Regions from separate parts of the Mus musculus genome. Here regions 1, 2, 3, 4, 5 and 7 are each linked to region 6. The links are chromatin contacts, called in public Hi-C, HiChIP or PLAC-seq and promoter capture Hi-C maps. All regions are on one chromosome and are shown on one strand. Each heading gives the region's core, a stretch centred on a gene start, on an enhancer-like site or on the middle of the called end of the contact. The rest is flanking DNA. Distances are from core to core; before and after follow the strand shown. Region 1 holds the start of Timd2 (T cell immunoglobulin and mucin domain containing 2). Region 2 holds the start of Med7 (mediator complex subunit 7). Region 3 holds the start of Cdkl3 (cyclin-dependent kinase-like 3). Region 4 overlaps Cyfip2 (cytoplasmic FMR1 interacting protein 2). Region 5 holds the start of Skp1 (S-phase kinase-associated protein 1). Region 6 holds the start of Mgat1 (mannoside acetylglucosaminyltransferase 1). Region 7 holds the start of Jade2 (jade family PHD finger 2).

Region 1 (3,198 bases), core at 99-2,598, 2.6 Mb before region 6:
AGATCTAGGCCAGTGAGGTTTCACAACTGCATTGTAAAAACCTGATGAGTGTTCACTATGATGTGTTTCCTACACTGTCTGACTCGTGGCTCATTTTAAAATCTTACAGTGTAGGTGGGGGAGAGAAGCATTGGGGCTTTGGAGTGTGAAAACACAATCACTCTATTGCATCTGGAAGTGAGGGAAAATACCAGGTCAGACAACCAAAGAGCATGAAATTCCCCAAACACAGAATATGCATTCTGGAGAAAGAGTACACCAATTCTCAACATAAACGCATACATTTTAAAAATCTCAAGCTTTTCTCTAAGTATCTTTCACAACACTTAAAGAAAAATGAAATCCAGGAGTTGAATAGATAGAACAATGGTTAAGAGTACTGGCTGCTCTTCCAGAAGACCCAGGTTCAACTCCCAGTGCCCACATGGCAGCTCACAACTGTTTGCAATTCCAGTTCTGGGGAGGAACTGGCAACCCCACACTGACATACATGTGGACAAATACCTACTCACATTAGATAAAAACAAATCTTTTTTTTTTTTTTCTTAAATCCACATGAACACCAAGCTCTAAACGGTGCCCACTTGCCTAGCCTGGCCATGTGCTCCCCTTCTCAACACTCCAACTAAAGCAAATCTTCTTCTCTTTCTGGCCTTGCCAAGTTCACAAACACGATATCTCAAATTCCAGCAGCCAATTTGATGCTATAGATCTGGGTCTATAGGTCCATGCCTAATTATCTAGGGCTTAGTCTAAAATTACCAGACTATTCTCTTCTACAGTTTCCTTCTTATATCTCATGTTAACTCCATTTAAGAAGGCTTTAATAGCTCATATATTAAAAAGTCCATTATTCCATTTAAACGAGGATCAACCTTCCAAGAATCCGAAGAACTCTATTGGATATTAAGTTGTCCTAATGTCTAGAGACTCATCGTTGTTCCAATGCCGCCATAGAATCCCACATTGTCTCAAATGCAAAGCCACATGGCACAGAACCTCCAGGAAGTACTGTCCTCATTGCTTCTCTCTAACACGAGCCTACAGAAGAGGGAACTTACCAGTTAGGAGAGAGCCGTAGCTTCTGGTTAGTGTCTCCTTCTAATCCTCTGCTGCTGATGGAGCTGCTGATAGATAAAGAGGAATCTGTCCCAGAATTCCATCCTTATCTCCTGGCCACACCTTCAATATTTTGTTTGAAAACTGAGTCTCTCTAGTTCTACCATCCTTTTGCCTGATTGTATATGTTCAACTTAAAGAGATTATAAAAAAATACTTAAAAGACTAGCACTCAGGAAAGCAGAGGCAAGTGGATCTTCTGAGTTCAAGACCAACTCCGTTTACATAGTGAAACTTTGTCCCCACAACAACAAAGCTAACTTTCTGCTGGGCGAAGCAAAGGTCTTCACTTGAGTTCAAACTCCAGGTCTGGAGATCATGCTGACTTTGAAAAGTTTTCAGCAGAAAGGGACTTTGCACCATGCACCAGCTTTCTTAGTTGTATATGAATAAACTGAAAGTCAGAAAGAGGAATAGAATATAGATAGAACCCAGCGAGGGACCTGGTGCACAGGCAGAAGTGAAAGCTGACTAATTATACACGTTGGTCTGTCAGTCAATTAACAGTTTAAGCAAATAAAGCTAGACTAAAGTCCCTGCTTGCAGAACGCTAAGGGGAGGCTGCCAGCTTTCTAAGCTGAGCTTCTCCATGCCCTCATACGCTTTTCAGGCTTAGTAACTATACAGGCTTCCAGAGTTGGGTAGTTGCAGAGGAATTTTTTTTAAGATTTACTTATTTATTACATATATGTAAATACACTGTAGCTGACTTCAGACACCACAGAAGAAGCATCAGATCTCATTACGGATGGTTGTGAGCCACCATGTGGTTGCTGGGATTTGAACTCAGGACCTTCAGAAGAGCAGTCAGTGCTCTTAACCACTGAGCCATCTCTCCAGCCCCGCAGAGGAATTTTAATCCAGAAACATAACTGTTGTGGCAAGGGATCACATGTCTGTGTGATCGGGCTGGAATGACACACCTTTAATTCCTCTGGCTGGATTACAGACACACCCTTGGTACACACCTTTAGTCCCAAACAATGAAGGTAAAGTTGTAGAAGGAAGAAGTCATATTTGAAAGTGATATCTAATAGAGAGGCAAAGTGATGAATGAGAATGAGTCAAAGAGAGGATATGCCCAACTCTCAGGAGAACACAGGAAAGAGAAGCTACTTAAAAGAGAAGGAAGGAAGGGAGGAGAGAGAGAGAGAGAGAGAGACAGACAGACAGACAGACAGACAGACAGACAGAGACAGAGAGAGAGAGAGAATATGAGAGTTTTAGAGCTTTACCAGGATAATTTTTAGAGACAGGCTACAGGTAAAGACAGAATGAGCCAGAAAATGAGAAGAAACCAGATTAGAACAGATTGCCAGAGTTAGTTTGAGGCCAAGCAGAGCAATTCAGTCAAAAGCTGAGAGAAGCTACTTTGAAACAGTCAACTTGGAGAGGATTTGGGCCAGAACCAGCTGGCCATAGCAAAACGAGCTAGAAGGAATGGGTTTATTCAGCAGTTAGCTTCTGAGACAACAATTATATCTGGTGAATAAAAGTTACTTTTACAAAGGGTTGTGATAGATGGTGAAGACAGCTTGGACATGGGTTTAAGCCAATAGAAAGTCTTTCTTAGCCAGCTGCACAAAAACCATGTTCTGAGTTGACATAGTTCAGTTAACAAGACCAGTTAGCCAGGAGCAGAACTATAGAAACTAAAAAGCAATGTTCGTACAGTTTGAGACGTTCCCAGAACCGTATTGACATTGATAGATTAGGCGTTTGTTTTAGTTTTGGCAGGAGGTGTTTTCCATATGCTGCTGAATTTTACAGACTGAATGGCACTTCCATGTGGAGTCGAGTCTCAGGGCTTGCTAAGGTTTGGTGCCCTGTTATACTGGTCTTAGTAAATGAGTCACACTATACACTACTCATCCTGTTAGAATGAGATGTGGTTGGTCCTACAGCTCTTGTTGTTATCCAGATAAGGCAGAATAGCAGACATCAGAATAAGGGGAAGTGCCTTGGTTAAAAGTTCTGGATATTAGGCAAGTTTTAGCCTCTTGTAAGTCCTCTAATATTGATTGGGGTACCCCCCAGTCACTGTGAACTTTGTCAGTTAATAGGCTGACAGTCCGAACT
Region 2 (3,330 bases), core at 620-3,119, 2.8 Mb before region 6:
TTAAAAATGGATGGAGTTGTTTAAAAAGAACATTGATGGGGGAAACAATGCAAAGATTACAAACCAATTAAAAGACATTGGTAGTTAGAAAGGGGCAGCTCTTAATTGGAACCAGAGACCATCTGAATCCAAATATTGATATGGAAGTTGATTTTAAAAGCTACCCCTCCAAATTCTCACAGCCTAAGCTGACTTTAAACTATGTAGCCGGAATGACCTTGAGTTTCTGAATTTCAGATCCTTCTGTTTTTACCCTCCATGCACTGAGGTTACATTTGGGTCTTTAACATTCAGATCTTGCAAGTACAGTCAATAATAGACAAAACAAAGTATTCATTAAACTGTATTTTTAACCAGTCCCTAACATGACATGGCTATCCCTTATGTAGTACTGGGGTTGTCTTATATGTATTATTCTAGGCAAGCTCTCCACCCATGAACTTATCTTTGGGTGATGGCTAATCTTTAGAAGCAGAAAGACTGAGTGGCATTTTCTTGTGGCTGCCCAGATAAAAGGACATGAAGAAAGGAAACTGCTCTTTGGTTGCTTGCTCTAACACTCACTGGCAACTTCATCTGTACCACTGCTGTGCCATTCCTTTGCCAGTATTAGAACCAAACTTCTTTGGGATTCCAACATGGACTGAAGACCTGTGGCTCTCCAGGAATCTTCCAGGTCTCCAATGCCAGGTGGGGGTCTGTTGAGACATCCAGCCTCTTAGACTGAGCAACTACAGGATTCTCAGCCTTTCAGGGCTGAGACAGCCATTGCTGGACTACTTGAACTGCATCTTGTAAGTCACTCGGATAAGTCATATATACATATATATCCATGTGCATACACACATTCATTCTATCAGTGTAATAACCCCTAGTACACTTTCAGTAAGATAATAAATCTGTGGGTATAGGAAAAAACGAAGAGCCCTTACCTTTTAGAGGTTCATACCAGACTAGAGACAAAATGATGGGGCTCATATAACTATGGAAGTTGGTAGTGAGTAGACTCTTCTTTTGTTTTTATGCCTGCAATGCTCCACATATTTAAAGGAAGAAACTGAGACATTCTTGTTTGTGAAGCAGAGCTGTTTATCTTACTTTTAGTTTGCAACACTGCATCTTACGACTCCCATATCATCTGTTAACAACTCTTCTCTCTCTCCTCCCTCCCCCTCCTCCTCTCCCTCAGGGAAAGGCCAAAATGGAAATATTTCTTGCTAGTCCTGATGGCTCATTTCTATACCTCTGGCTTTCCAGAGGCTGGGAAGAGACATCTGAAGCCAGCCTGGGCTACACAGTGAAATTACCCACTCCCTCCATTTTAAAAAATTATATTAAGTTTTTTTCACTTGTCAATTTGTGGAAGGATTGTTATAGACATCTTTGAATTCCTAAATGAAAATAAAAGTGAATGGAAGGGGGAAAATGAAGGTTTAGGATGTTATTCTTAATCATGTTCACAAATATCTCCATATATATGAATATATCATAGAGTACAATCTTGCTTTTAAAAAACATTTTTGATGATTACATTAGTATAATTTTTAAATATATTGCTTATCTGTATTTTCTGACTTTTACATAAGGCAAGTATTTAATTTTAAAAGTCTCGTATAAAAGTGGGGGCTGCAAGGAATGGAATTACTAGAGAGTACTTTCTTCTACTAACAAAAAGTACGAAGAAGTATTCTCCTGACCTGACCAAGAAACCAGACAGCGGATCTTTCCCGAGAGAAGCAGGAGATGCGAAAGTGCGCATGTGCAACATCTTTAGGGCGGGAGTAGGACCTGCTATAGGACAGCCTTGGTAGCCAATGAGAGGCCCGCGTCAGAGGCTTCTTCCTGAGAAGGCAACCGGAACTTGTGCTTCCGCTGCGCTGAGGAAAAGTCACTACCGGAAAAGCAAGAAAGAGCTGAGGTGAGCGGGCGGCGGCGGTTGGCGACCGCAGCCTAAGTCTGTCTCTCCGCCCCCGCGGTTGCGTCTCTCCCGGCGTGGAGCGCCGAAGTCCGGCGCGGGACAGCCTGGGACGCCCGGGCTAGCCTTCCTCCCGGTTCCTCCGCGAAGCCTCCCCGGGGCCTGAGGCAGGCGGCCGGCCGAAGGTACACCGAGTACCGCTCTCTCCGGACGACAAGCCAGACGGGAGGTTGGGAGGTCCGAGTTCTCGTCCCCACGCCACGGGCTTTTATAATGTCGTGGTCTTAGCCTGCCCTGTCGCCATTGGTAAAGTGACAGTAGCCGCCTGGGAGCGCGGGGGCTGGGGGAGGGGAGCGAGAGCCTGGGTCGGAGCCGGATTCATCCTGTACCAGACTTTCCGCGGGGACCCAGTCACGGGGACAAAGTGAGCCAAGTGTCTGAGCTTGCGGACCCCCCCCCTCCCAAAAAAAAAAGCACCCACGAGACACTGGATCTTGTTAGTGTTAGCGAGTCACGACCTCCAGCGGCTTTGAAAAGTTCAGTTTGAACCGGTAATGGGCGGTTTCTGTAAGGTGGCCCGCTCTAACGCGGGATGCCCAAGTTACGGGGGTTTGCACTTGCGCCCGAAAAAACTAATGCGGATTCCCGTTGTACAATTCACCCCCTTCTGCACGTTGGGAATTGGCTTCTTGTCTCTATAGTCAAATTGGGAGTAGTCGTACCGTCCTGATGATTGGAGTGAGGATGCGGATCTGTCACTTACTAAAAACCTTCGGGAAACTGCGGGTTTAGTGTGGGTGTGGCTAAGGGAAGCGCAGATCCCCAACTTCAAAAGCCTTCGGGGGATGAAATTTAGGCCAGGTGTTGACTTGAAGTGGCTACAAGTAGACTTTCGTGTTCTAGGTATATACACCCTGAATTAGCTCTAACAGTTAGACAATCTGAAGAATTTGGAGTTGCTTCCCTCAGATTTAAGGTATTGGCAGTGTACATCAGTGTGAGAAAGCACTCAAGAATCTTCTCATTGTATAATGTACTTAAATTGGAAAAAGCAAAGGTTATTTTGACCATATATGTTGGGATTTAGGTTTTAAATTTATGTAGAAAAGATGTAAAAATTGCTAATGTGTTAAGAAAACTGTACTATACTAACTCTACTATACTGTAAGATGTGGCTTCCTTCAGAAACCTTGGAAAATATTTGAAATATGAAATTTAACAACGGTGTTTTGTTATAGTTGTTTGTTTGTTTGTTTTTTTGAGACAGAATTTCTCTGCGTAGCCTTGGCTGTCCTGGAACTCACTCTGTAGACCAGGCTGGCCTCGAACTCAGAAATTCACCTGCCTCTGCCTCCCAAGTGCTGGGATTAAAGGCGTGCGCCACCACTGCCCAGCAACAATGGTGATTTTTGTCA
Region 3 (3,187 bases), core at 281-2,780, 2.8 Mb after region 6:
CTCACTAATTCATGCTTTGCTCCTTGCAAATATTTAGTTCATAACAAATCTTAAGTAAACATATAGCAGGTCTCACAACATTCTTATTTATAGGAAAAAGAAAAATCCAAGCCAAGTGCCCAGCCCTCCTAACTCTCAAGCTCCAAAGCCAGGCTCTAGCAGTTAGTAGCAAAATTGCAAAAATGGAAATGCGTCTAAACTGTTTCTCTGTGTAGCCCTGGCCGTCCTGGAACTCGCCTGCCTCTGCCTCCCAAGTGCTGGGATTAAAGGCGTGAGCTACCACGCCCGGCTGTTTTTTGTTTGTTTGTTGTTTTTTAAGATTTTTTTTTTTTTTTTTTTTTTTTACAAATACACTGTAGCTGTCTTCAGACACACCAGAAGAGGGCATCAGATCCCATTACAGATGCTTGTGAGTAACCATGTGGTTGCTGGGAACTGAATTCAGGACCTCTGGAGTAGTAGTCAGTAATCCTAACCGCTGAGCCATCTCTCCAGCCCTAAACTGTTTTTTGTTTTTGTTTTTAAAAAAGCAAACTAGTTTCTTTTTTACACTACTCAGCACACTCGTTGTGCACATTCATTTGTGTGTATAGGTCACAAGACAACTTGGAGGAGTTGGTTCATTTTCCACCACGTAGGTCCAAGAAATTGAACTCTACACTTTGGGCTTCGTAGCCTTTTCCTACTGAGCCATCTCGATGACCTACTTTTGCTATTACAGTTAAATCAAGATCTGTAAAAATGGAGCCCTTTTAAAAGCTCTGCGGGCTATTTAAAAGTACATCCCTAGGCGTCCTTGTACTTACTCAGCCTGTGGCAGAGTCCGGTGAATTATTTTGTTTTCCTAAAAAGTTTTGCGTTTCACACGTCATGAGAAAACTTTAAAAGTACTGCTAGGGCTGGATATGATGGCACTCAGCACAGCACTCTAAGCAGGCAGATAATCTTGGGAGTTTGAGGCCAGCCTGGAAGTATACATTGTGAGTCCCAGGCTACCCGGAGCTATATAGTAGCCCTTGTCTCAAAACAAAAAGGGATCACTAGTAGGTAGAAAGCAGTAGTAATTGGGAAACTGAAAATGTGTACAGAAATGGTGTTAGAAATAAGTCAGAGGAGTAGTGAACGCTGAGTATGTGGCTTACTACCGAGCTAAGCCCTCTATCCAAAAACGATCTTGTCCCCGGTTTAAGGATTATGTCGACTTTGAGGTCGAAATCGGTTGCATGGAATAGTAACGAAGCACTGGCAAACTGTAGCCCCATAAGTGTTCCGTAGATCCAATTATCTCCGTCAACCTCCTAGAACCGGGCACAAGTAAGGGACCAGTAACCACCCAGGTGACAAAACGCTCTCTTGCCGGGCGAAAGCCTCCAGGCGTTCATTCTGCTATAAAATGCCCCGCTCTCCCTCATCCCCACCCCCCACCCCCACCCCCACCTGCAAGCACGCGGGCCTCCTACGTCCCTCCCCCTTCCCCTTGGGTCTATCTTCCGCTTCGTGTCACTTTCCCTTCCGGGTCAGGACCTCAGCAATTTCCAGTCTTGCGTACTGTGCTCGGAACGCGGCAGTGCCCCGCCCTCACCCCGTTGCCAGGGCGTCCGGCTGCCCCGAGCCGGCAAGGTCGGCCAGGAGAGGAGGTGTGGTGTCCCGGGCCGGCTGGGACTTGCACGCAGCCGGGCCGGCGGGACTACAGGATGGGCTGAGGCGGCGGTGGTTCTCAGGACGAGGTCGACAGCGCGGCGAGACGGGCCACTCGGGTTGGGGCTGCACAGACTGCGTGTTTGAGGAGAGGGCAGGACGTATGGGTGACTAGTGCTGAGGTGGGAGTCCCCACGCTTGGTGGACCGTGGCTCCTAACAAGGGACCCGCAGTGTTGTTAGCGGGACTTTTTAGTTTGGCTTCCATTGTTCCTGAAAGGGGACCTCAAATTGTAAATCCCGTATTCTAAAAGGATGCCTGAGTTAAACGCATATCAGACCTCTTTTATTTCTCAATCCCGGTCTACACAAAATGCTAGATTAATGAAGGACATCCTGCGTTCTGGTGAAAGTTGGAGCTTCTTAGACAATTTAAGAGTTCCCTCGAGCAGGCTCTGCTGTAGCCGGCACTCCTAGTTTTTGTTCTTATATCCGAAAGTAGGGGATTATCTCTAAGCATTATAGAGCTTGTATAATTGAAAGTGTGAACGTTTAACGTTTTCTTTCTTTATTTCTGTGAAGTAGAAGCCAGGCTTGAAAATGGAGATGTATGAAACCCTTGGAAAAGTGGGAGAGGGAAGTTATGGAACGGTCATGAAATGCAAACATAAGGACACTGGGCGAATAGTGGCCATTAAGATTTTCTATGAGAAACCAGAAAAATCTGTCAACAAAATTGCAACGAGAGAAATAAAGTTTCTAAAGGTTTGCTTCTTTTGCCTTTTATTATATATATTTTTTCTTGTTTTCCCATTGGGACCTATCTTGCTATGCAGCCCAGGCTGTCTTGAAATGCTTTATTTTTTTCCAGGGCTAAGATTTACAGGCCTACATTGAAACACCCATCTTCTTTTTCCTTGATTATTTAAGTCAAAAGAGAAATTGTTATGGGATAAAAATAAAATATATGAAAGAATGTTTCCATTAACAGATAAACTAAGACCTGTCATAGAGAAACCCTCATTGTCTACAATCTGTACTTTTTTATTGATATAAGATTGTGTGCTTGTGTATAACAATTATGCTAGTATTGTAAAATCATTCAAAACTATTCAAGTATAATACTTAGTAAGGATGTCTGCTTTGTACAAGGGATTGTGGAAAACGATGAGAGTAGGAAGAAGGAAAAAAAATTTTTTTTGCCAGGTATTGGGGTGCAAACCTTTAATTCCAGTACTGGAGAGTCAGAGACAGGTAGATCTCTGAGATTAAGGCCAGCTTGGTCTGCAGAGTGAGTTCTAGGACAGCCAAGGCTGTTAAACAAAGAAAACCTGTCTTGAAGAAAAAAAAAATGTTCCTTAGTGGCATAACTATGCAGGAGGGTATAGTAAAATAACCCTGAATAAGAGTGGTTCACGCTGAGCCAGAGAGATGGCTCTGTGGTTAAAAGCACTTCCTAGACTAGAGTCATTTCCTAGCACCCCACATCAGCAGGTTCACAACTGCCTGTAACTCCAGCTCCCAGGGATCCTGTACCTACTTCTGGTTTC
Region 4 (3,402 bases), core at 25-2,524, 3.0 Mb before region 6:
CACGTGGGAAGAATGCTGGACCCAAAAGGAACACCAGAATCTCTTCAATCCTTTGATTTCAATTCACATTATAACACATTACAGGCATGTAATCAATATGGAAGATGACGCAATGTCTTCAACAAATAAACTGAAGGGGCAGAGGGGTAGAGGGGACAGAGGGGTGCAGAGGGTGGGTGGGGAGAAGGTGGGGGCAGGGATGGAAGATGTGGAAGCCGCACAGCAGTGGAGGGCTGTGAGATTTAGTAACCTGACACAATGTTTGTTTGGAGCCTGGTTCAACTATTTGGAACTCACCACCCCGCAAGCAAAACTGTAACACTTAGGGAAAAACAAACAAACTGGAAACTGAATCCGGACTGCACCCTGGATACTTGGGAGAAACTGTTATTTTAGCTGAAACGCAGTATCAGAATTATGTTTTAGAAGTGTTTTCTAGAAATATCTACTGAAATAGGAACAAAGTGACACAGGGGTTCACTTCCCAATAATACAAGATGGGGAAGAAAAAGAACGTAATCATAGGTAAGGACGAGGGTTGAATGGGTAAAGGCGCTTGCAGCCAAACCCGGGGATCCAAGTTTGCTTCCGGATTCATGTAATTTGTCTTTTAACCTTAAATATATTTTTACAAAATCAGGCACGTGTAAGAACTGTTGGTGCCCTGTGATGCTAGTAAGGCGTGCTCTCTCTCTCTCTCTCCCTCCCTCTCTCTCTCTCTCTCTCTCTCTCTCTCTCTCCTATCCAATTGTGTGTCTGTCTGGAACTTTCTGTTAAAGCCTCCAGCTCAGTGTAAGCACCCAGTTTTTATTGGAATTCCCTGTCCCTTCCTCCCTGCCCCCACTGTCACTTACCATGGTCCTTTCTCTCACCTTTCCCCTAAAACCTGGGCTTCTTCAGGACTTCATAGGCTCCAAAAAACATCCATTTACTAGAATAACCCTTAAGGTGCTCCCCTTAAAAATAGTAGCATCCCATAGTTTCCTTGAAGAAAGTCAGTACATGGGCTGCCTAATAAAACCAACAAATTAAAAGGCTTTGTTTACATAAGGCGGCTTTTCTTTTCTTCTTGGAACTACAGCTTCTGCAATGGATTTGACTCTGCAGCTCATCCGCTGCCTAAGGGAGGTGGAAATCAGACATTTTTAGTTCAAGTGCTGGAAGTCAGTGCCAAACCCACATAAATCAGAAAGGAGGATGTTCTAGAAGCTTGAACAGAGGTATATGTGAAACCAAGCGTGTCTTTTTTGGCCCGGGAGGCCAGCCTGTTATGCAACCTGAGAAAACTCCATGTGTCTAGTCCATGCGCACGGGCCGTTTTGTCATTTTGGAAAAGAGAGAAATGAATTACTCCAAATTCACTTGAGGCCTGGTTCACCTCAGGCAGTTGTGGTCTCTCAGCTTGAGGATTCAGGGAAGTTTGTTTAATTCAGTGTCTTCACAACCAACCTAAAGCCCCTGGCCTGGCTGCCCCAAGAGAAGTAGCAGCTCTGAGCTGATAAGTAATTTGCTTCTGAGAGGGGAAGGCAGAGGCTCCAAGGCTGAGATGACTGACAGACCGCAACAAGGCAGGGTGAATCCTGGCACCAGTGCGTGATAGGAGTTAGGAGAACCTGGTTTTGGAAGTGCAGGGACTCTCATTTGCAGCTAAAGTAGGATCTCACTGCTACGCTCCTTTTGACAACTTCTGGAAGGAATGAGAAGTAAGGCAGTTTTACCAAGGAGGAATAGCAGTGGGTGGGTCTGAGGGCTGGGTCTGAAGCTGTTGCTCAGCACGGAAAAGCCACTGGACTGTAAGCTGTTATTTAACCCCTTCGCAACCACAGTTTCCTTATTTGTAAAAGGATCACAATTTATAATAGTGCCCGTCCTTTTTTTTTTTTATTTTAAAGATTCTTTTTTTTTTTTTAAGATTTATTTATTGGTTATATGTAAGTACACTGTAGCTATCTTCAGACACTCCAGAAGAGGGAGTCAGATCTCGATACGGATGGTTGTGAGCCACCATGTGGTTTCTGGGATTTGAACTCCGGACCTTTGGAAGAGCAGTCGGGTGCTCTTACTCACTGAGCCATCTCACCAGCCCCCAGTGCCCGTCCTTTGTTCTGAGCATTTTATAACTTTTCAGCATGTAGAATACTTAACAAGGCAGCCTGCACCGGATTAAGCATTCAGGAAATAAGTTGTTAGAAGATAAAAGTAGGAATTATCAGCTTACACAATTATCAGCTTAGTCACAATTCATGAATCACGCCAAGCCTCCATTCTCTGAAACAGACCGAGAGCTCTCAACAGAAATCAGAACAGCAGGTAAGGTGGGAGCAGAAAGACAAGCACCAAGAAAAACCATGACGGGGCAGCAAGCTGGCTCAGCTCAAAGCATTTGCTGTGCAAACCTAGAGATCTGGGTTCAATTCCCAGAACCCATATAAAGGTGAAAGGAAAGGAGAAAACCAACTGCAAAGCTACCCTGCCTTTCACACATGCGCACATGACTCTCCTTGCAAGTGCAGTGCACACACACGTATGCTCGCCTAGTTAGCTTTTTGTTGCTATGAAAAATCTCTGCCCAAAAGCAACTTGGAGAGAAATGAATTCATTTAACCTTATTGGTGATAGATCATCATGGAGGGAAGTCAAGACTGACACTTAAGCAGGAGCCTGGAAACAGGACCACAAGGGACACTGCCCACTGGCTTGCTGAGCTACTTTTCTTATAAGGTCCAGGCTCACCTGCCTAACGGATGGCTCTACCCACAGTGGTCTGGGCCCTCCTGCATCATTGGCAATTAAGAAAATTCTTGACCAGTGCACACACAATGCACACACACACTCACACACTACTAAATTTTCTTTGTTTAAAGACTGGCTTGCATGAGATTACTTTTTTGTAAAGGTTAAAGCAGAAAGGGTCTTCCTGATTGGACTAACTCAGCCAAATTAGGATCTCCTGTCTTCAGAAGAATCAACAATAACAAACAGGCTTGTTTGGGAATGCAGCCCTCTGCTCACACTAAAGCAGAGGCTTCTCACTGCCCAGCACTGAAGGCCATGCATGGCGTGTAAACCACAGAGTAGGTGAACACGGTCGTGATTTCCCCACTCCCCCACCGAGGCAGGCCTTGTCACTAAGATGTCTGTATGACTCTTTCATCTTGACTTCCCATCAGCACTGCCCCACAAATTCAAGAGGGTAGCAGCTACTATCTGATGTTCTTCTTAGATCACCGTTACTGAGAAATAAATGCATTCATTCATGCTAGTGATTGGCAGAGGCCAGGCTCACAGGATATCTTTCTTTCTAGTTCCGTGTTATTTTAGGCCATGCCTGCTTTTGTATCTTTTTGGAAAATGCTAAGCACATCACCTCCTTCCCAGGTTGGCTGCTTTTCCAAAACTTCC
Region 5 (3,475 bases), core at 608-3,107, 3.0 Mb after region 6:
TTAGGCAAAGGATTTCTTGTGCATCTTTTGTGAACTATCGTGCACCTTAAATAGTCTGAGCATGGCAAGGATTGAACTCAGGGGCCTGGGCACGCTAAGCTTTGTTCCAGCACCCAAATCTCCATTTTCTGCTCTAAGCATTTGTTAATTCCGTTACTGGAGGCTCTCAGACCTCTGGGGAAAACCATATACTTTGTGCCATGCAGTGTGCTGGCTTCTTAGGCTCGCTGTATGACCCAGGACTGTTTAAGGAGCCCACCGAGTTTATGGCACGTGGAGGAAAAGGCTCTCTAGTGGGCCTTCCCTAGGAGGCCCGAAGCCGGAGCTGTGAAGGGCAGGCAGCGCTGCAGATAAAAAGCCTGAGAACTGTGGGTCTTTCATCTTCTGTCATCGACTCTGGCACCTGGCAGACATTGGATACCAGCAGACAAAGACCTGGTAATTCAACCCATTGCTTGGTCTCTCTGCCCAGTCTTGTCCTAGAGAAGCTGTAGTCTCTGGTTTCTTTAGGAGGCCCTGTGTGGAAAAGTCTTTTGTCTTCGTGGTGCCAGGAATACCAATCATGTGCTCACTGGTTAGGTGAGCCTGGCGCCTTGGTGGGGCTAGTGATGCTCCCTAGACACAGCAGGGCAGGGCAGGGCAGGGCAGGCAATTGCCCTCTTCCTGGCTGGGCTGAGGCCAGATGGGTGCTTTCAGGCCTCTCCCTTTACTTCAAAGCTGTTTCATTCTAGCGACCTTATCACAGCCTTCTTTGAGCCGCCTGTACAGCATAGCCTGTTCAGGTTGAGCCTGACTGTCCCCGTTCATTGCTGGATGGATCCCCAGCACTGGCCTCACAGATTGGCCTAGAGCATGGTTACCCAAAGAATGTAACCTCCATGCTACATTCACATTGACTCTCTCCAGGCTTGGCGCTTCACTCCAACAATGGCTATTTGGGGGCCTGGAAGCCTCTTCAAAGTTCAAAGGTAGGAAATAAAGGTGAAGATTAGCCAACAGGGTGGTCCTAGCCTCGAATCTCCAAGCTGGCTATTGGGAGGCAGACAGATCTGAGTTTAAATAGCGAGCTCCAAGCCTTATATAGTAAGACCCTGTCTCAAAACAAAACAACAAGAGTTTCAGGCAAGTATATATGTGGTGAAAATGCCTGTGACCCCAGCGCAGGTGGAAGGAGATCATGAATTTTAGACCAACCTGGTCAACATACTGAATTTACAGCTACTCTGTGCCAAACAGGGTCCCGTCTTAAAATGCAAAGAAAATAAAACTTTAAAAATCAAATAAGCAGGTGTACCATGTCAGGAGTATTTAAGAATTCTAAGCCGCCTAGGTTAAAGAAACACCTTTGTCTCAACATGGCATACATGTATATATATATATATATTTAATTCAGTATCAGTAGAGAAGGTTCAACTCCTGAACCCCTGGTCAGCAAACTCAATTCTATTTCCTTAGGTTATTAGGAGAGTAACGGTGGTCAGGCTGAGGCGACTCCTTTAAGGAAAACACACACCCACAACCGGTTTTGCGGTTTGTTGTTTCCAGGCTTTTCCAGGACTGGGGTCTTTCAAGCCGTTTAAGACAGCCCATGCCTGAAAGACCCTTCGGGTCGAGATGGTTTCCCAGCCGGTGCCGGAGTCCGCTTTGAAGGAGAGCATGGCGCTGTTTAGGCCAGCGGAGTAAGGAGGACGTCCCTCTCTTGCCCAGCCACCCCTCCACCCGCCGCCGCTCAGCACCTCTCCAGGAGACCTCTGCGGCGCTCAGGGTCTGCCGCCTGTGTTTCGACTGCCGTCAGGCGATCTCAACGGCCAGCCCGGCCGGCTGTGTGACGTCACGGGCTCGGGGTCCTCGGCGCCTGCGTCCCGCTGCTATAAAAGGCGACGCCGCGCGGCGCCGCTCGAGTGGCCTTGTTCTCGATACTTCGTTGTGGTTGTGAACTCTGTCCGGCAGCCTCGGGCCTGCGGTCTTGAGACGGAGCACCGTGAGTAGCAACCCGCGAGCCGGACACGTTCCTCGAGGGAGGGGCTGGGTGGGAGCCTCGCGTTGGCTGTGGAGTGCACGAGGCGGCGAGGCGACCTGGCCTCGTATCCTGAGGCGCCGTGCGGCCCGTTGCAGACCCCCGGACCGCGGGAGGCACGAGGAGGCCGAGTCAGGCCTTCAAGGGTCTCCCATCCTTTCGGCGCTCGCTCAGGGAAGAGAGTCGAGCCCTGTGGCAGGCCTGCCGCTTTGCAGGCGACGTCAGTCGGCCCCAAACGCGACTGGAAGGCCCAGGCTTCGTACCGGGCCTGCCTTAGCGACAGGCTTGCTGCTCCGCGCTCCAGGCCGGGTGGGCAGCGAGGCTTTGAGTAGGGGTCCTGGGCCGTTCCAGGTGGTGGCTGTCGTTGCCATTTGATTCTTGGCTCCCTCCCTTTTCTCCTGTATCTGGCGTCAATTAGCTCCTTATTGGTCTCACCTTTTTAACCACCGAATATGCAGGTAACAGACTCCCAATGTTTCTTTGCGTTTTGTCACGTTCTGCAGTCTCTGAACTTGTTACTGTAATAGACACTGTCGTCTGAGGTGTGTGGCATTTGACGCTAAAACCTGAGGTGTTTGGGTTTTTTAAGGGATAGTGCTAAAACCTGCCTTCTGGTTCACTTTTTCACGGAGTCCTCAGGTTTGGAGACTCAGTTTTTCAGCAGAATGTTACAGTAGACTGTATTGTGGCATAGAACAATGCAGTCTCTTCCGTCCTGCAGTGTAGTAACAAGTGTCAGAATTTCGAGTCACTTAAAACAGGTTTGTTTTTAAAGTCTGGTATACTAGAATTCTCATGCTAGACTTGGATGATTAATTTCCAAGTCTAGGAGCTTAGAGAACTGAAGAAGGGTTTTTTGAAAGCATATCAAATCGAAACCTCATACATTATTACTTAAAAATTTTGCACTTAATTCCAACACAACAACAAAAGTGAAGTCTAGGATTACAGAGTGCGTTGAATTACAGATTAACCGATTGCCTCCCTGTCATTTAATAAGATCCTGGCTCCCTTGCAAGTAACCTAATACCTAAATTTGACTATGACTAAGCACATCTTTATTTATTGTGAATTATTTCAAGGAAATACGGGGTGGTCTTTTAAAATAATTTTATCAACTACATAGACTTGTTCTGGAATGCTCATTGTAGTACTAGAGATCATAAAAAGAACACAGTGTCTTGCTATTAAAAACTGGCCTATTTTAACTTTTATTGTTGCCTTATCATAGGGAGGGTCTGCTGCTCTGACTTCTCTGTTCTGCAGACATGTTTGTTAGTTGAAAAGTGAACTCTTGAGTCTCTTCAACCATGGATGAGTGGGAGCTGGGTATTTCAATGGATGATTGTAAAACAAGCTTTACCTCTCCCAACCCCCTTTCTTGAAGCTTGTTTACTTGAGGAATTGGGGACAAGTGTCTCAGAAAGCTGAATGAATATTTTAGGAGATGTGCTGAGT
Region 6 (3,353 bases), core at 688-3,187:
TTTTTACACATCCAGGGAACTTGGTCATTTTTTTCTCACACTTTGGCACTGAGTGTGAAGGCTATAAGTCCCTAATTCCTTTTTATGGGAAGTAGAAAGAGGCCTAAAGTATATAAACATTGGCATTCTCTTGGCACATGCATGGGCTTGACTTTCCTGTCACAGTCTGTGCAGTCAGCTAAACTGGAAATAGTGGGCATACACACACCACACCCACACACAGTCCTCCTCCCTCCCTCATGCGTCAGCCCTTTCCTCTACGTGAGGGCAGAATTCCAGCTGCTACTGTGAAGCTTCTCCGCTGCCCCACTGTGTCCTGTCACATGGGCACAAAGCCATCTCAGCAGTCCTTCTCAAGGGCTCACCAGGGTACCAGGTTTGGAAGCTGAAATGCCTAAATCTAAAATCTGGCTATGACTTCTGACTTAACAGCTTCCATACACCCAAAGCCTCAGACTTCTCTCTGCTGAGCTCTGCAGAGATGCGGGAGAGTGTACAGAGAGGCCAAGAAAACAGGCTTGGACGGAAGGGCAGCTTCCTAGTGTCTCCTGACAACTTTGTTTTACTTCCTCACCTGCCCACAAGGGCCCTTAAGGTACTCCCACTTTCTGCATAATTCCTGGTGTCTGGTACGAACAAGTTAGTGAGTAACACTCAGTAAGCACAGACCTAAAAGTCCCGGTTACCTTGGGGACTCTGGAACAGTAGTGATGAAGTCTGTAGGTAGGAGGGTCTGTCTGAGGTTGAGTATATCTAGTAATCAACTGGCAGTGCCTCTGCTCCCCTCATGGGTGAAAGATCCAAGGGTGGTTGGAGCCAAGGCTTATGCAGAGGGCCAGGCACAGCAGGATGTGGGAGCCAGTGGGGGCTGTGGTACCATGGTGAGTGGACAGTAGGGATTCCCAGACATCTCTGATTCCAAAATGGTCCTGTCAGTGAGATGTGGCTTACTGTGAGTTGCTAATAATGCACGGCTCAGATCTCAGAAATAGTTTGTGCTCCGGGGCCACTGCTGACATCTAAATCAGACCCTGAAACTCCTGGTTGTCATCTTTCCTCCCCCACTCAGGCTGCTTGAGGCTCTGATTGAGGTACTTACCAAGTACTCTGTTCAGTTGGGTCCTGATGAGTCTCCCTGCCCCTCCCATGTTTCTTTTGCTTTAAAAAAATACCAAGGAATACAGATCCAGGGGTTTCCTTCCCCCTCCCATTCATTTTTAGGGTTACTCCAAAAGCCTGTGATTGATTCTTTCCTTCCTCAGGACTTAGGTTCAGTGTACAGGCCTGACTTTGGTTTCCCCGCCCATAAAGGGGCACACACACACACACACACACACACACACACACACACACAAGACAGAACTGAAACGGCGGCAGGCTGGCTCTTACCCACCTTGGGCAGCAGGTGTTTCCTCCCTATCTTCCCTTTTGAAACCGAATACTTGTTGCTTGCACACCCTCACCCCTCTCTTGCTGTTTTTTTTTTTCAACTAATAGTCTGCAACTTCCCTCGCATAGAGGAATGGTTCCCAGGTTCTTAGAATTGAGGTTGGTGAACGCTCTTCTTGCTGAGGAAACGCTTCTAACACCACCAAGTGCTGCACCCCTCAAAGTCGGTGAATCTCTAGATTCACTGGGCTGGACAAGGGACACTCTTGGGAAAAGTCTTTACTGGACAAGGCTCAGGGTGTGAGTGGGGTTGGCATCTACACAGGAGCTGCAACTGAGAGGGAAAGGGCCTCAAACAAACATCTCTGCTACCACTGCCTTTCGAAGTTGGGGGACTTGGGAAGACCCGTTGTTTAGATCTTGACCGGTGATCAGGAAGTCAGCAGTAGAGGAAGGCCCTGGAAGGAGGGGCCAGCGCGGACTCGCCCGTGGCAGGGCGGGGACCAACAGAGGGGCCTAGGGGCTGGGGAGCGCCGCCCCGCCCTCCCGGGGAAGGACCACATTGCCGGCTAGCAGGAAGGCCAACCAGACCGGACGAGGCCGCTCCAGCGCTGGGTGTTGCCGGTCCGGGGCGAGCCTGGTTCCAGGCGGGGTGAGTTGAGAGGATCCGGTGAGCTGGGCCGGGGGACGCCAGCGTCCTCAGTCCTGGGGCTTGTCCCAGGAGGACAAGGACCCCGGAGGAGAGAGGCCGCGCAGCCAGGGGAGTCGGGTCTGAGTCCCGAGTGTGCTCCAAAGCCAGGGCGGTGAGAGTGGCGGGCCCGCCCGGGGCCGCGCAGCGCGCAGTCTCCCCCACGCGGGGAAGTGGGAACTTAACGCACAGCTACAGGATTCCTGGCCTTCAGCTGCTAGAGGGAGGGTGGCTTCTCCAGGAGGAGCTGTTGTGAAACTCGGCAGGAGGGCACCTTGGGTGCGGGGCAGGGCAGGGCAGGGCAGGGGAGAGATGGGGTCGCCCTGAAGAAGTGGGAGACTGGAGTGGAAAGTGGACTTTATGCAAGCCTCACCCCAGCGTCCAGGCTTCATAAGTTACTAGGGCTGGCTTTTGCTCAGCCACAAGGAAAATTTGACTCAATGTTGAAATATGTGATTTGGCAAGAAAACTTTTTTTCCTAGCCTCCTTTCTAGTATGTTTGGAACAGGGGGCTCCCAAGAGGTGCAGAGCCCCCCCATTGTTCAAAATGTGGTTCAGAGGGACTGTGGCCCACCCATTCGAGTCTCCATGGAAGAGTGGCCTTCTGGTGAAGCTTCTTTTTCTTTAACCTTGGCTACTGTAAGGCTCTCGTGCTTGAGAATATTGCTGGCCAGCTTGATTGCCTGTCATTAGTACTATTTAGACTAGAGCGTCCTTGATTCTGGGGTCTTCCCGTTTCCAGTCACTAGTCCTTGACTTTTTAGCATGGAGATCACCAGTAATGGCAACATTACATCCCACTTCTGTTTCTCAGAAGGCTGTATTACAGTGTGTTCAAACTCCATGTCATTGCAACAGGTTAAACTCACTTTCTGCTTCGGACGTCAAGGTATTGCCATTCTAATCCAGACATCAAGGGCGGTGGAGAAGACAAAAGTCGGTTGTCTGTTTACAGAAGAGGAACTGAGGCAGTGGTTCTTCAGGTAACGGCTTCAGGGCTGTCTGTCTGGTGCCAGGCTATAGCAGCATTGTGTTTCCCTTTGACCTGTTCCCAGGTGAATAGCCTGTATCCCTCCTAGGTCTTACCCTCTATACTCTTGAATTATTTAGCATATCTACTCGGACTTCTTTTCAGTTCTTCTTCCCCTCTGAAATTATGGAGCCTGGTACATCATACAGAGTCTAACAAGAAAGTAATTCACTTAGAGAGCCGTTATCTGTGATGGACACTATGTGCTCTGTACTTGTTTAAGCTGTGCTTGCTATCATACTGGCA
Region 7 (3,171 bases), core at 14-2,513, 2.6 Mb after region 6:
AGCGCGCACCCGCCGCTCCGGCCGTCGCCGGTACATTTCCACTCTCGCGGTGCCTCTCCCCCACCGGACTCCCGCGCAGCACCGGAGAGCTGCTGTCCACTACCCCAGTATGCACCCTGGCTGCCTGGACTGCGCACCCAGCACTCACCTGGGAACGTTGTCCCCCGCCCCTTAAGAAGAAAAAAAAAAAAAACTAATTTGTGCAATGCCTCTGAACCCAAGAACCGAGCATGCTGCCCCCGCGTGCAGCTCCCTCGTGCACCCAGCCTGGAAAGGGGGCGCAGGGCGGAGGCGGTGGCCCCCGGAAGGTGTCTAGGACTGGACCGGCTGCACGTGAGCCCAGTGCGGGGTCATGTGCATCGGCTCAGCCCGGTTCGGCACCCGGACGTGCTGCGTATCAACAAAATGAAACTCGGGAGACAGAAGGGCAGATAGCTCCAGGTTTCCCGTGCCCCGGTGCCCGCCACTCAGCCTCCCCACCCCGCACCCCGGTAGCGCCGCAGCCCCTCGGGCCGGCCGGAGCCCGCGAGGCAAGTTGCAGCCCCAGCGCCCCCACCCGCCCGCGCCCCCTCGCCGGCCCAGGGGCGCTTTGCCGCAGTCATTAATAAAGAAGGTCGCCAGGCTCACCCTTCCAAAAGTTGTTGCATGCGCCCCTCTCAGCCTCCCCGCACTGTACTCTTTAAAACACGGCTGACCAACATGCGCAATCTCTCTCCCCAGTGCTGTGCGTCCCCCCCCCCCACCCCCCGCGCTGGCTTCCTAGAACAGGCAGCCAGCGAGAGAGGGAGCGAGCGAGCAAGAGAGAGGGAGCGAGGAGCACTGGCAGATCTGTTGAAAAAAAAAAAAAGCCCACAAAATAATGCCGTGGAGATGCGCAGGGCCCATCCGCTGGGGGCTGGCTCTTACCTTGCTCCGCGGTGCCCTCCCGAGGGGCGCTGCCCTCGGCTACGCGCGGCGGCGGGGGCCGGCGCGGGAAGGATGCTCCCGAAGCCAGGAGCTCCTGGGGCCGGCGCGGGAGGGCGGGGGGCGCGCATCCATCCGGGGTCGTGGCGAGGGAGGCGACCGGGCCGCGGCGCCCCCCAAGCCCCGCACCCCTGCTGGGAAGATGGTCAGCCCTCCAGCTCAGAGCTGGTGCCACTAGGAGTGGGCGCAAAGTAACTCCATGGACGCTACTCACCCCCCAAAAAAATAGCCTCCAACTGCGATGGCCGCGGTCGGCACCATTCACCAACCCCCTGTGTATGTTTCTGTTTCTTTTTAAACCAAGACTTCCTTGTGATCTCTTTAGAGGGGGAAAAAATGTGTTGGGGTGGGGGTGGGGTGGGGTGGGGGCGGGCAAGAAGAGAGGGAGGGGGAGTAGCCACTTTTTTCTAATTCACTCGGATCTCCGCTCCCGGCACCCCCCTGTCGTGTTCCCCCCCCCCTTCCCAGTTGTTTGGCTCCGGCGACAGTCCCAGGTAGCGTTGCGGCCCCCCCGGGGGGGTGCCCTACACGGTCACCCGCCCGCCTGCACGCGGGCCCGGACTCCTCGTGGACTCCGGGGCGCCCCCAACCCGCCCTGTCCCCAGGGCCGGGCCCGAGCGCCGGCTGAGCCCGTGCAAGTCCCATCAGGTCGGCTCACACTTCACACACTCACACACATACCCCGCCCCTCCACTCGCTCACTCACACTTTCTGCTCACACCCCGCCCCCTTCGCGCCCCAGACCCAGGCGGAGCCCCCCACAACCTTTAAAAAAAAAAAAAAGCAAGCTTATACTTAAAAAAATCTTTTGGCGCCATATTAATGACGTACTTAAAATTTGCCATTTCTCCCTGCGTCAAAAAGACGTTTCTTTGCAAATAACAGCTTGGAGGCGACACTCGCGGAGGAAACGAGGCTTGCACGGAGTACCCAGCTCGCCCGCCCCACCCCCAGGGACTCTGGTGCTGGAAGACCCTCGCCCTCCGCCCGGTTTCGGAATCACTGGTTTTAAAATCGAAATCGAATAAATCGCGTGGCGTTTTTTGCAGCGCCAGAAGTGAGCAGAAAGTGCTGGCAGGAGTGCAGGGGAGGGGCGCGCAAGGGGCTGGGGGAGGGGGCGCGGTCCTCCTCCCCCACCCACACCAAATGCAAACTAGCATCCTAGGCAGGGAAAGTTGAAATTGTGGGCGACCTCCGGAAGAGAGGGGCTGTCCTTAAGGGGAGGGGGTCCCTTCTTGGGCTTGTTGCCCCCTCCCCCTCGCGGGTGCCTCCTGGCGCCTGGTGCTGCCCTGCATTTCCGGAGGGGGGGTGAGGCGCACTGTGATGGGTGGGTGGCTAGCAGGGTGGCAACATGTCCTAGCCTCAGGAGGAGTTTGCCCCGGGGTACCCCCTTCCTTCTGCCTCGTGCATCTTATAGCCGCAAAGGGTTAAAAACCGAGGGGCAACTTCCCAGGGCTGGTACTTGGCAGAGAAGCGGGGCGCCCCTCTCCCCACCCTCTCGTTCTCGCCCCTCCTCCTCCGACTCCACTTCCCGACTTGACCTTGTGGTGCACAAACAGTGCTCTCCAATCCTCGCAGTTTCTGGAAGAAGAGCCTGCGCTCGCCAGGCGGGCGGGCTGTCGGGCGGCTAGCCGGCAGTGGCGGAGCCTTGGGTCGGTTCCCTGAGCTGCGGGCCACACCCACCCAACCCGCTGTGCCTGGGGAGCTCACCTTCTCTCTAGGAAGGAAAAGGGCAGGCCTCCTGGAGGGGTAGGCACGTGGGGGGCAACCTTTTGCCTCCTGGGAATGCTCCAGCTGGGGAGGTTGGCTAGCTTTGGACTGAGGTTTGGGGAAGCCTGGCCCTGCAACCCTAAGGCATCTCTCATCTCCAGCATCCCTAAGGCATCTCTTCTCACCCTTGCCAATGTATTCTACCCCTTCCAAGATAATCCAATGATTTCCCCCCCAACTCACCTTTGTTTTTGAAGGCAGGTGGATGAGTTTCAAATCCCTTTCCCTTTCCAAGACTGAAGTTTGTTTATTTTTCCTTTCCCCTCCACCCCCAAACCCCCTTGCATGCAAAGATAAATATTCAATTTACATAAGATGACATTTATGTGACAATTAAGAAGATTCCCCGACGGAATGTTGTGAACACATTTGCTTATAGGAGAAATAAATCTAATAATGAACAAACTCAAAACAGCTCAGATCCTCTGACAGGGAGAT

Evidence for each region. Promoter capture Hi-C pulls out the DNA fragments that hold promoters and counts their contacts. Hi-C and Micro-C count contacts between places; a contact is called where the count stands out from the background. HiChIP or PLAC-seq counts read pairs in DNA pulled down with a chosen protein or histone mark. Capture Hi-C pulls out chosen DNA fragments and counts their contacts.
Region 1: a contact with region 6 is called in a promoter capture Hi-C map of liver, with 4 times the contacts expected there. The contact joins the promoter of Timd2 here to the promoter of Mgat1 in region 6. A contact is called at or near these places in 2 of 39 promoter capture datasets (both in liver) and 1 of 484 Hi-C or Micro-C datasets (liver).
Region 2: a contact with region 6 is called in a promoter capture Hi-C map of liver, with 3 times the contacts expected there. The contact joins the promoter of Med7 here to the promoter of Mgat1 in region 6. A contact is called at or near these places in 1 of 39 promoter capture datasets (hippocampal neurons), 1 of 484 Hi-C or Micro-C datasets (B cells), 4 of 115 datasets of contacts at active chromatin or transcription factors (astrocytes, embryonic forebrain, embryonic stem cells and 1 more) and 2 of 9 other capture datasets (adipose tissue and liver).
Region 3: a promoter capture Hi-C map of pre-B cells shows a contact between it and region 6, with 2.8 times the contacts expected there. The contact joins the promoter of Cdkl3 here to the promoter of Mgat1 in region 6. A contact is called at or near these places in 3 of 39 promoter capture datasets (erythroid cells, liver and pre-B cells).
Region 4: an H3K4me3 HiChIP or PLAC-seq map of pro-B cells shows a contact between it and region 6, with 8 times the contacts expected there. The contact joins the enhancer-like site here to the promoter of Mgat1 in region 6. A contact is called at or near these places in 3 of 39 promoter capture datasets (hippocampal neurons, liver and pre-B cells), 1 of 484 Hi-C or Micro-C datasets (pre-B cells) and 4 of 115 datasets of contacts at active chromatin or transcription factors (acute myeloid leukemia, large pre-B cells, pro-B cells and 1 more).
Region 5: a promoter capture Hi-C map of liver shows a contact between it and region 6, with 2.7 times the contacts expected there. The contact joins the promoter of Skp1 here to the promoter of Mgat1 in region 6. A contact is called at or near these places in 2 of 39 promoter capture datasets (liver and pre-B cells).
Region 7: a Hi-C map of B cells shows a contact between it and region 6, with 5 read pairs. The contact joins the promoter of Jade2 here to the promoter of Mgat1 in region 6. A contact is called at or near these places in 1 of 39 promoter capture datasets (liver) and 1 of 484 Hi-C or Micro-C datasets (B cells).

The regions. Positions count from the first base shown.
Region 1 is chr11:46,697,482-46,700,679 of GRCm38.p6, forward strand. Timd2 (T cell immunoglobulin and mucin domain containing 2) reads right to left here and starts at 1,349. Exons shown (of 9, transcript NM_001161355.1): 1 at 1,062-1,349.
Region 2 is chr11:46,435,092-46,438,421 of GRCm38.p6, forward strand. It overlaps Med7 (mediator complex subunit 7), which reads left to right and starts at 1,870. Exons shown (of 3, transcript NM_025426.3): 1 at 1,870-2,100.
Region 3 is chr11:52,002,691-52,005,877 of GRCm38.p6, forward strand. Cdkl3 (cyclin-dependent kinase-like 3) reads left to right here and starts at 1,531. Exons shown (of 14, transcript NM_001166654.1): 1 at 1,531-1,820; 2 at 2,223-2,402. The coding sequence starts at 2,238. It also overlaps a transcript of Ube2b not described here.
Region 4 is chr11:46,297,862-46,301,263 of GRCm38.p6, forward strand. All of the region lies in intron 1 of Cyfip2 (cytoplasmic FMR1 interacting protein 2), which reads right to left. Among named protein-coding and RNA genes, the nearest start is that of Cyfip2, 13 kb to the right of the region's middle. Within about 2 kb of position 1,275, at least 33 of the 459 cell types and tissues checked have an H3K27ac peak or open chromatin away from gene starts, as enhancers often do. A contact at or near this core is called in liver and pro-B cells, where this site is marked.
Region 5 is chr11:52,230,138-52,233,612 of GRCm38.p6, forward strand. Skp1 (S-phase kinase-associated protein 1) reads left to right here and starts at 1,858. Exons shown (of 6, transcript NM_011543.4): 1 at 1,858-1,981.
Region 6 is chr11:49,248,615-49,251,967 of GRCm38.p6, forward strand. It overlaps Mgat1 (mannoside acetylglucosaminyltransferase 1), which reads left to right and starts at 1,938. Exons shown (of 3, transcript NM_001110150.1): 1 at 1,938-2,041; 2 at 2,936-3,060.
Region 7 is chr11:51,856,405-51,859,575 of GRCm38.p6, forward strand. It overlaps Jade2 (jade family PHD finger 2), which reads right to left and starts at 1,264. Exons shown (of 13, transcript NM_001357588.2): 1 at 907-1,264. The coding sequence starts at 1,034. Gm30110 (a long non-coding RNA gene) reads left to right here. Exons shown (of 2, transcript XR_388628.2): 2 at 1-193.